2 separate regions of the Callithrix jacchus genome follow, and region 1 is linked to region 2. A link is a contact called in public Hi-C data. All regions are on one chromosome and are shown on one strand. The core of a region is the stretch at or near the end of the contact, and the rest is flanking DNA. Distances in the headings are between cores, read along the strand shown.

Region 1 (4,812 bases), core at 417-2,916, 43 kb after region 2:
TATCCTGCCTCTGCCACATAGAGTCTCTGACCTTCAGCAAGTTTTTTATTTTCACTCTAGTTTAGTTTTCTGGTCTCTAAAATGGGGGAAGGAGAAATTGTACCTACCTAAGGTTTGCTGTAAAGAATGACTGAGGTAATCCATGCCTGGCCTATGATAAGTGATCAGTAAATGTTAGCTGTCAAGCTCTACAAAAGGCATAGTGCTATGTCAAAGCATAGTACTTTGATAATATATTTTAATAGGGCACATTTTCAGATAGTAAATCTTTTCCCTTCATTCATGGTAAAAATAGTAGTTCTGTAACCCATCAAAGTTTTGTGAGCTTTGTATCTCTGTTTTAAAGTAATTCGGTTCAAAAAGGAAAAATAAGTTTCCTAGTTCAGCTTCATATTGAAGTCTAGTAATGCTAGAAATAAATGTCTCTTAGATTCCTCAGAAGCATTGCAGACCTCTTCCTTCCTTTTATTCTCAGAGTGAAAAACAAATTTATGCTGTTTCCTATCTTAAGAACATTCTCAATCAACCAGGCACAGTGGCTCACGCTTGTAGTCCTAGCACTTTGGGAGGCTGAGGCAGACAGATTGCTTGAGCCTAGGAGTTGAAGACCAGCCTGGGCAGCATAGTGAGACCTTGTCTTTGAAAACATAAAAAAGAACATCCTCAATTACGTATATTTTCATACCAGAAAAGAACAAATAGTGGTGTTTTGTTTATGTATAAGCAGATTTTTCTCAATGAGAAATTGAAACATTTAAAGTTGGTGTCTCTACAAGATGGCAAATTAGTAATTTCCCTCAGAATTATTTAGTAGTGGATTGGATTGTTTCTTTTTCAGGCTTTCTAGTTTACAGGGTTATGCTGGTGTTTTACTTGTTATCCTTTTTACAGTTATAATCATGAACTACTGCCTTTCCTGAGGCTAGTATTGGCAAGTTAATTAAATTGGCAGATTCATGCAGGCCCTGTGGAGCACTCATCCCCTCTCCCTTCTTCCTTTCTCCTCATTTTTCAGTATTCCTGTCACCAGAGCAGAGCACAGGGGACCTAGGGAATGCCAGATAAGACTACAGTGGTTTAATTTTCAGTAGCTTTGCAGGTCTCTTAATTTAAAAAAAAAAGAGAGACTACAGTGGTAATAGTCATTTTTGAACAATACATTTAGATGGTGATAACTGAGCTATACTGGGGATTATATAACTTAATTAACACAATTACATTAAACTTATTAAAACTTTTCTTCAAAACATAACATTTAAAACTTTTCTTTATTGCACCTTTTATTTTTTCAAAGAAGCCTCACTTGGAATTCAAATACTACATAGGAAACAGCTAAGCACTGCCTCTAGTTGAAGGTTGGGATAAAACCTGCTTGTTTGGCCTCTTCTCTATCACTTCATTACCAATTAGTCCCCACCCCTATATATCCTCCACGGAACCCTAGGGCCCTAGGACTCTAAGGAAAGCAGTTTAGAAGTGACTAATACAAACAGATCCCGTGTTGGGACACAATCCTGGTGCCGTCAGTTTTGTTCTATTCTGGGATGTCTGGCACATTTTGACAACTACTGAGAAACTCCTCTCCTACCCACACATGCTATTAAAACTGCTCTTTCACCTAGTGTTTCCATTTACATGTACAGTGACTCCATTCATTTATTCACATAGGCTGAAAACCCCAAAAGCTTTCTTGACTCTTCTCACTCTCTACCCATTAGCAAATCATGCTGGTTTTCTGCCTTCAGAATACACCCCGCTTTGCTACTCTGGGTTCAGCCTCTTTGTTTCTTGCCTGGAAACTGCAATAGCTAACTTAGTCTTCTCTTTTCACGCTTCCTTCCTGCAATCTAGTACAGTGGTTAATTCCGTAGACTCTGGAACCAGATTCCCTGTCATGTGACTTTGAGAATACTCATTAGCCTTTCTAAGCCTCAGTTTTCTTAACAGTGAAATGAAGATGAAAACAATGATACTTTTTACCTCACATGGTTGTCTCAGACAACTTATTACGCATAAATTACTTAAATTAGGACATGGCAAACAATAAGTGTCCAATAAATGTTAGGTGGTGAGCAATATTGAGGTTGTTGTGTTTGTTTTTCTTTTTATTCATACAGACTTGAAACTGATATTCTTAAAACATGAGTCAGATACATTCTCTATTGGCTGTCACTTCTTAGCGCAATATCCAAAGGCCTTCCTGTGGCTTATCAGGCCCTGCAACCCTAGGTTACCTGGTTCCTCTCTGATCATGTTGGCCCATGTTCTCTGTGTTCCAGCCACACTGGCCTGCTGCTGTTTCCTGCCTTATTAGACTTTGAGCACTCATTTTGCCTCTGCCACATAAGCTATCCCTTCAGAGAGTTGCCCAACTTGCCACTCCCTTCATTTAAGTCTAAACTCAAATGTCATCCACTGTTCAAGAATATCATGTCATTGTTCTCTATATACTTAACTTTATATACAGCTAGTGACAAGGAAATTATTTGGGCTCATCATTTATTGAGCACTTAAACCCACTAAGCCCATGCCATACCCCTGGTTATTATCAACCTCCGGTGGTAAAAGAAGGAACTTGTTAAGTCTGTTTGGAGTCAGGAAAAATAGAGACATATATAATGTTCTCCAAAAATTCTGCTTCTCATAAACAGCAGTGAATTTGAAGTGTCTAGGAAAACAGGATTTTTAAATAAGGATATAGGTTTAAGATGCCTCTTAATTTCTTAGGGATGGGAAGTGAATTTTAGTGTCTTAGTTTCTTAAGGATGGGAAGTGAATTTTAGTGTTTTTTTTTTTTGAGACAAAGTCTTGCTCTGTCACCTAGGCTGGAGTGCAGTGGTGCAATCTCAGCTCACTGCAACCTCAGCCTCCTGGGTTCAAGCAATTCTCCTGCCTCGGCCTCTCGAGTAGCTGGGACTACAGGCGTACATCACCATGCCTGGCTAATTTTTTTGTATTTCAGTAGAGACGAGGTTTCCATCATGTTGCCCAGGCTGGTTGTGAACTCTTAAACTCAGCTCAGGCAATCTACCCGCTTCAGCCTCCCAAAGTGCTGGGATTACAGGCATGAGCCACCACATCCGGCCAGCAAGTGAATTTTAAAAATTAACATTTATCTTTAGTATGATAGAACAATTCAGTTATTGTTTGACAACTTTATACTAATTCATTGGCTTTAATACATGAGGAAATAAAGAACTTCAAAGATAGCTCATAACCACCCAGGCCTGGTGGCTCACGCTTGTAATCCCAGCACTTTGGGAGGCTGAGATGGGCGGGTCACTTGAGGTCAGGAGTTCAAGACCAGCCTGGCCAACACAGTGAAACCCCATGTCTACTAAAAATACAAAAATTAGCCAGGCATGGTGGCGTGCACCTGTAATCCCAGCTACTTGGGAGGCCGAGGCAGGAGAATTGCTTGAACCTGGGAGACGGAGGTTGCAATGAACTGAGATTACACCACTGCACCCCAGCCTGGGTGACAGAGTAAGACTCCATCAAAACAAACAATCAAAAACAAGAATAGCTCATAACCTTGAACATCTTTGTCTATTTTCTTCATAATAAAAAATACTCTCACCAATTTCAGTTGATTATCATGTACACCTGGAATATGGAGGATATTTTGTGCTTTTTATTTTTGGGCCTCTTTTCTACCTTCATGCTGAATATCTATCAATCTTCTGAATCACATCTTGTTATAATCTGAGCAAATAATTTTCTGATTCAAAGAGGGTAAACATAAGCTAACTTGTTTAGTCCTTTTTTAAACAAAAATCACTGACTAAATGAGTTAATGTTTGGAGTTGAGTTGACTTTTTAAATTATCCCTATTACAACATAGTAAGATCCCATCTCTACAAAAAATACAAAAATTAACCTGCCTGGTGACATGCACTTATAGTCTTAGCTACTTGGGAGGCCGAGGTGGGAGAATTGTTTGAGCTTGAGGCCGCAATGAGCCATGATTCCACGACTGCACTACAACCTGGGCAACAGAGCCAGACCTGTCTCAAAAAATAATAATAATAATTTGGTACCATTCAGAGACAGCGTCAGATGGGGTGTTTTACTGGGTTGATTCACCTGTCAGATGGTAAAATAGGTGTTCTGAAGTGAGCTCAAGGAGGAGAGAAATCTCCCATGTAGCAGAACAAAAACTCACTTGATCTTGATTATCTATATGTATAAAGATTGTGAAAATAGGACCATGAAATTTTTCTGACCTTTGGAGTTATCCCTGTGAAGCACAATTCACCAGTCCTTGGATTGTTCACTGACCTATCCTGTGTTCTCTATAAATATTAATGTAGGATAGCCTTACCTTTCTTATCTACAAAATATTATTTTTATTAGAAGAATTTAAGTGTAAATCAGTAGCCAAAAATCAAACATCTGATTTATTAGCTGTTCTCTCTTTTTATTTATACATGGACTTTAAAAATCATCATCATTATTATTACAGGCCATGGTTGCTTGTTATCCGGGCAATGGAACGGGTTATGTACGTCATGTTGATAATCCAAATGGAGACGGAAGATGTGTGACATGTATATATTATCTAAATAAAGACTGGGATGCCAAGGTATGCAGCTTAATTGAGCATTGACTTTTTTCTTACAGGTGTCTTTTTCTCAAAAGCATTAAGTTTCATACTTCTTATAGGTGAGACTGTCACAGGCACAGTTAAAAATTTTCCTCTTAAATTTGTTTTTAGTCTCGGGTATTAGGAGTGGATATTTGTAAAATGAAACAAATACTAATCTATGTTATATAACATAATGAAACCTGTAGTTAACAAGGTAGTGTTTT
Region 2 (4,893 bases), core at 803-3,302:
GTTCTTGCTCTTGTGAATAATTAATAATCACTTATAATTACTGTAGTAAAAGAAGGCCCAAGAGGTATTAGACTCTACTTTTATCTGTTATACTTTACATAATTTTTGTGTATGAAAAATGTTTTAAAAGTTTTTCGTAAGCCATGAGATAGCTGCTTTACATTTTAAGAATTTCTGAATTAATTTGCTTAGATTTTATTAGTGCAAACAGCAGAGCTAGATTCTTTCTAGATTCTAACATGAAATGTGTTTCTAAACTGCTGAATCAAAACATAGGTTCAACTCTCTGAGTTGAACACACACATAGCAAAGCAGTTTCACAGATAGCTTGCTTCTGGGTTTTAAAGCCAATTCCTTTTTCTGTGTTACCATTCCATCCTATTCATCCCTCTTTTAGGAAACTCCGAACTCTGGATTGTCCTTCTTTACATATCTGCCTCCTGCATTGGACTATGTGTCTCTGAGTGTAGTATGACTAATTCATTTGTTTGTCAAGGATAGTGTAGCACATGGTACACTCCCAATTCATCTGTTGAACAGCCTAATCAGTAATGTCTGCAACAATGACATTTTACTGTATTTAATAAAGCTCTGGGAAAGTAGGATACACATAAGACAGATCCAGGTCTTAATTCTTTACAGAAATGTGGATTTTTAGTTCGGTTTGGAATTTGAAGATGTGAGTATATTTACCTCAGTTTCCCAAATGACAAGCTGATTGAATTATTATCCTCTTCCACCTGACTGGATCCCCAGAATGCCATTTACGTATGTAGCAGACTTTTATAACAGTTTTAAATTATGTATATTTGATGAAGAGGTTTTATATTTTTGGATTCAAGCTTTATTTTTTTTAAATTCTACAATGTGGTTTATAGTAATTCCATACATCCTGCTTTTGAAATACATATTGCAGCTTCTTTAAGCTTGGAAGGCTATATCTCAAGGACTGAAGTTACAGTATATTCAAGTGATACACAAGCCTAGCACCGAATTTTCCACAGTAAGTGTTCGATAAAGACTGTTAAACTCTAAGTCACAGGCCTTTTTATTCTTAAGACAAATAACAGCAGAAACATCCTTGGCTTATTTATGGAAAGGTTTTTATGCTCTATAAAACAAAGAATTGTATCCATCAGCGTAGCACAGATTCTATTAAAAATAAATGTGAGAGTCGTTAATGTAGTAGTACTGCTCACTTACTACCAAAATTAACTTTTCAGGGATAATTCCATCAGTTTAAATTGGATATTGGAATAAGCACTCATTTGACTTGGTAGCCCAATCATGGGGGTTCGAACTCGGCGGGATTTCAAAGGTTTTAAAAATGTTTTTGATTTTAACCCTCAAATTTCATAACCTTTAAATTAGGTTGAAACGGGGCACAAGAGATTGGATTAACATCACAGTAATACTTATTTTTGTTCTTAACCATTTCACGGCTTCTTGAAATAGAGGCTGGATGGAGCAATGGAAAAAACAGCCTTGGAATCTGAGCGCCTGATTGCTGGATTCAGTCCCAGTCAGTTCTGCGTGACCTTGGGCAAGTTACTTTACTTCTCTGAATTTCCGTTTCCTCCTCTACAAAATGAGGATCACAGTAGCCACCTTGTAACCCTAACCCGAGCGCGCCTCGCACAACTCGCGCCCGCCTGCAGGAAGAGCAGCCATGATTACGCCGCCGCCGCCGCCGCTCCGCCACCCGCTCGCGGCCGGCGCCCTCCCCTAGCAGGTGTAGGCGCTGCCCGCGCGGCCCCACGCCTTTCCGCCGCTCGCGGGCCGGCCCCTCTGCGTCCCCGCGCAGGCCGCTGCGGGCTGAGGCAGCTCACCGGCCTCTGCGTCCCGGCCCCGCCCCGGGTGGACGGAGGGCGGGCGACCCGGCTCTGAGGCCGAGGTCCGGCCCCGCCAAGTGCGGAGGAGCGCAGGCGGCCCAGGCGCCGCGCCAGCGCCCAAGTGTGAGCGCGGCCCCCGCCCCTCGGCCCTCCCCCCGGCCCTCCCTCCGCCCCCTCCGCCCTCGCGCGCCGCCCGCCCGGGTCGCCGCGGGGCCGTGGTGTACGTGCAGAGCGCGCAGAGCGAGTGGCGCCCGCATGCCCTGCGCTCCTCCACAGCCTGGGCCGGGCCGCCCGGGACGCTGAGGCGGCGACGGCGGCCGAGGGGGCCGGTCTTACGCTCCCCAGGCCCGCGCGCCCGAGCCCAGGTTGCCGTTCGCCGCACAGGCCACGTTTTCTCAGCCCACGGCGGCGATGAGGCGCTAAGGCGGCCACCGGCTCTGCGCCGGAGCCTAGGACTCGGAAGCGGCCGGGCCGAGGGCGCGGGGTGCCGGCCTCCCTGAGGCGAGGGTAGCGGGTGCATGGCGCAGTAACGGCCCCGATTTCTCTCCCCGCTCCCCAGCCTCGGGCGAGGCCGTCCGGCCGCCACCCCTCCTGCTCGGGCGCAGCCGCCGCCGTTGCCGCCGCCGCCGCCATGGCCAATGACAGCGGCGGACCCGGCGGGCCGAGCCCGAGCGAGCGAGACCGGCAGTACTGCGAGCTATGCGGGAAGATGGAGAACCTGCTGCGCTGCAGCCGCTGCCGCAGCTCCTTCTACTGCTGCAAGGAGCACCAGCGTCAGGACTGGAAGAAGCACAAGCTCGTGTGCCAGGGCAGCGAGGGCGCCCTCGGCCACGGAGTGGGCCCGCACCAGCACTCCGGCCCCGCGCCGCCGGCTGCAGCGCCGCCGCCCAGGTCCGGGGCCCGGGAGGCCAGGAAGGCAGCGGCGCGCCGGGACAGCGCCTCCGGGGACGCGGCCAAGGCAAAGGCAAAGGCCAAGCCCGCGGCCGACCCCGCGGCGGCCGCGTCCCCGTCTCGCGCGGCCCCCGGCGGCCAGGCCTCGGCGGTGGCAGCGGAGGCCGAGCCCGGGAAGGAGGAGCAGCCGGCCCGCTCGTCGCTGTTCCAGGAGAAGGCGAACCTGTACCCCCCGAGCAACACGCCCGGGGATGCGCTGAGCCACAGCGGCGGCCTGCGGCCCAACGGGCAGACGAAGCCCCTGCCGGCGCTGAAACTGGCGCTCGAGTACATCGTGCCCTGCATGAACAAGCACGGCATCTGTGTGGTGGACGACTTCCTCGGCAAGGAGACCGGACAGCAGATCGGCGACGAGGTGCGCGCCCTGCACGACACCGGGAAGTTCACGGACGGGCAGCTAGTCAGCCAGAAGAGTGATTCGTCCAAGGACATCCGAGGCGATAAGATCACCTGGATCGAGGGCAAGGAGCCCGGCTGCGAAACCATTGGGCTGCTCATGAGCAGCATGGACGACCTGATCCGCCACTGTAACGGGAAGCTGGGCAGCTACAAAATCAATGGCCGGACGAAAGTAAGTGTGGGCTGCGGGTTTGCGCTGGACATGCCCTTCTCGGCGGGCAGCCCCTCTCGTGACGGTAACTGCCTAGGCTGAGGAGCAGCCTTCCTCTGTATAGAAAGGACTTTGTGTATAGCACCCCGTAAGGAAGACGGACAGAATTCGGGGTAACTGTTTGATCTGGTTAGCCGCTTTGTGTCCGCTGTTTTCCACTTACTGCCAGTCCACAGACTTCTCCGGCTAATTGCATAGTTTTCTGGCTAAACGTAGGCGCTTTAACTTTGCTACTTTCTTCTTTTCTTCCATTCCACTGTTAGTCACAATTCATTCCTTAGTGGCGTTTTAGCCACCCAGTGAGGGGGTGTTAGAGTACCACCCAAAGCAAGTCCTGATGCTGCATCTGTCTTGTGTTTGCATAAGCACTTAAATTTCCTGTGCTGTCTGAATCACTCGTCACATTTTGATTGAGAGTCAAACGCTGTGTTCAGTTAAGAATTTGCCGGCTGACCACAAAAAGGTAAATTTAAGCGTTTAGTCGAAAGACTCTCCATATTCAGGAAGAGCGTGGCTACTCCCCTCCCCCTCTTATAGCTCCTACCCTCTCCCTGTTCCTACTGTTTTGAAACCCATTACAAAAAGGGAAAAGAAGTATTTCCGTTTTCGGATCTCTCTGTGTAGGTAGGCTACATTTTTAGCATTGGTTTCCTTTATTTGCTTTGTTAATGTTATCCTTCTGTTGAAAAAGAACTGTTTTGTAGCTTCCTGGAAAAAACAACACGAAATTGGAGCAGGAGGACTTGTTTTATCCTCCCAATTTGGTGAGATCTTTTTGTTTTCTCTTTACTGTTGCGTTTTTTTCTCCACAGATTTCTTCACTTCCTACCTAGTCTATTTTCTCTTTTTCTCCCTCACGGTGCACTCTTTCTTCCTTAATACTCTCTTGCAGGTCTTATTCATTTTGCTTCTCAGATCTTGATCTTTTCTTTATATCCAGCTACTCCCAGGCCTCCCTCCTCCACCATCAGTCTCTGTCTGATTTTGTGAGTTTTGAGAGATGGACTTGGGAGAGCATCACACTTACATGTTTGTACACACATGCTGACTCTTCCCAGTGGTTTTTTTGGAGTGTGTGTGAGACCATCTGTTTTGACAGTCATTACATGTGATTCTCAGGCTGCTCGGAAGGCTGAACATAGGCAATGAGAAAAATTATAAACATGAAAATTTTGTGGGGAAAAATACAATGTGGAGTCTCATTTACGTATTGCCACTTCATTGCTGGGTGAAGGCACACATCTTAATTTCATGTAGTCTTACGAACAGTTGAATCATATTAAACTGGAAGGAAAAGGGGGATCTGATGAAATCTCAGCCTTGGTCTTTTACTAGCTTTTCATTGATACTTTTAAAAATGAACGTTGTCATGGAACACATCTGAACATAAGTCCTGAGCTCAGAGCAGGAAAGAAATTAGTTTGAGGGAACAGGGCTGTGAAGACTGACCAAAGTATATAGTTGGGACATAAGTTTAAATTGGATTCTTGAAGATGATGT

What was found. A called contact is a pair of places that touch in the nucleus more often than the background predicts.
Region 1: a Hi-C map of skeletal muscle shows a contact between it and region 2, with 6 times the contacts expected there. The contact joins the enhancer-like site here to the promoter of EGLN1 in region 2. A contact is called at or near these places in 2 of 3 Hi-C or Micro-C datasets (both in skeletal muscle).

Annotation. Positions count from the first base shown.
Region 1 is chr19:53,506,420-53,511,231 of calJac240_pri, forward strand. The region is part of intron 1 of EGLN1 (egl-9 family hypoxia inducible factor 1); the gene reads left to right. Among named protein-coding and RNA genes, the nearest start is that of EGLN1, 44 kb to the left of the region's middle. Within about 2 kb of position 1,667, at least 2 of the 16 cell types and tissues checked have an H3K27ac peak or open chromatin away from gene starts, as enhancers often do. A contact at or near this core is called in skeletal muscle, where this site is marked.
Region 2 is chr19:53,462,546-53,467,438 of calJac240_pri, forward strand. It overlaps EGLN1 (egl-9 family hypoxia inducible factor 1), which reads left to right and starts at 2,053. Exons shown (of 3, transcript XM_078357337.1): 1 at 2,053-3,354. The coding sequence starts at 2,464.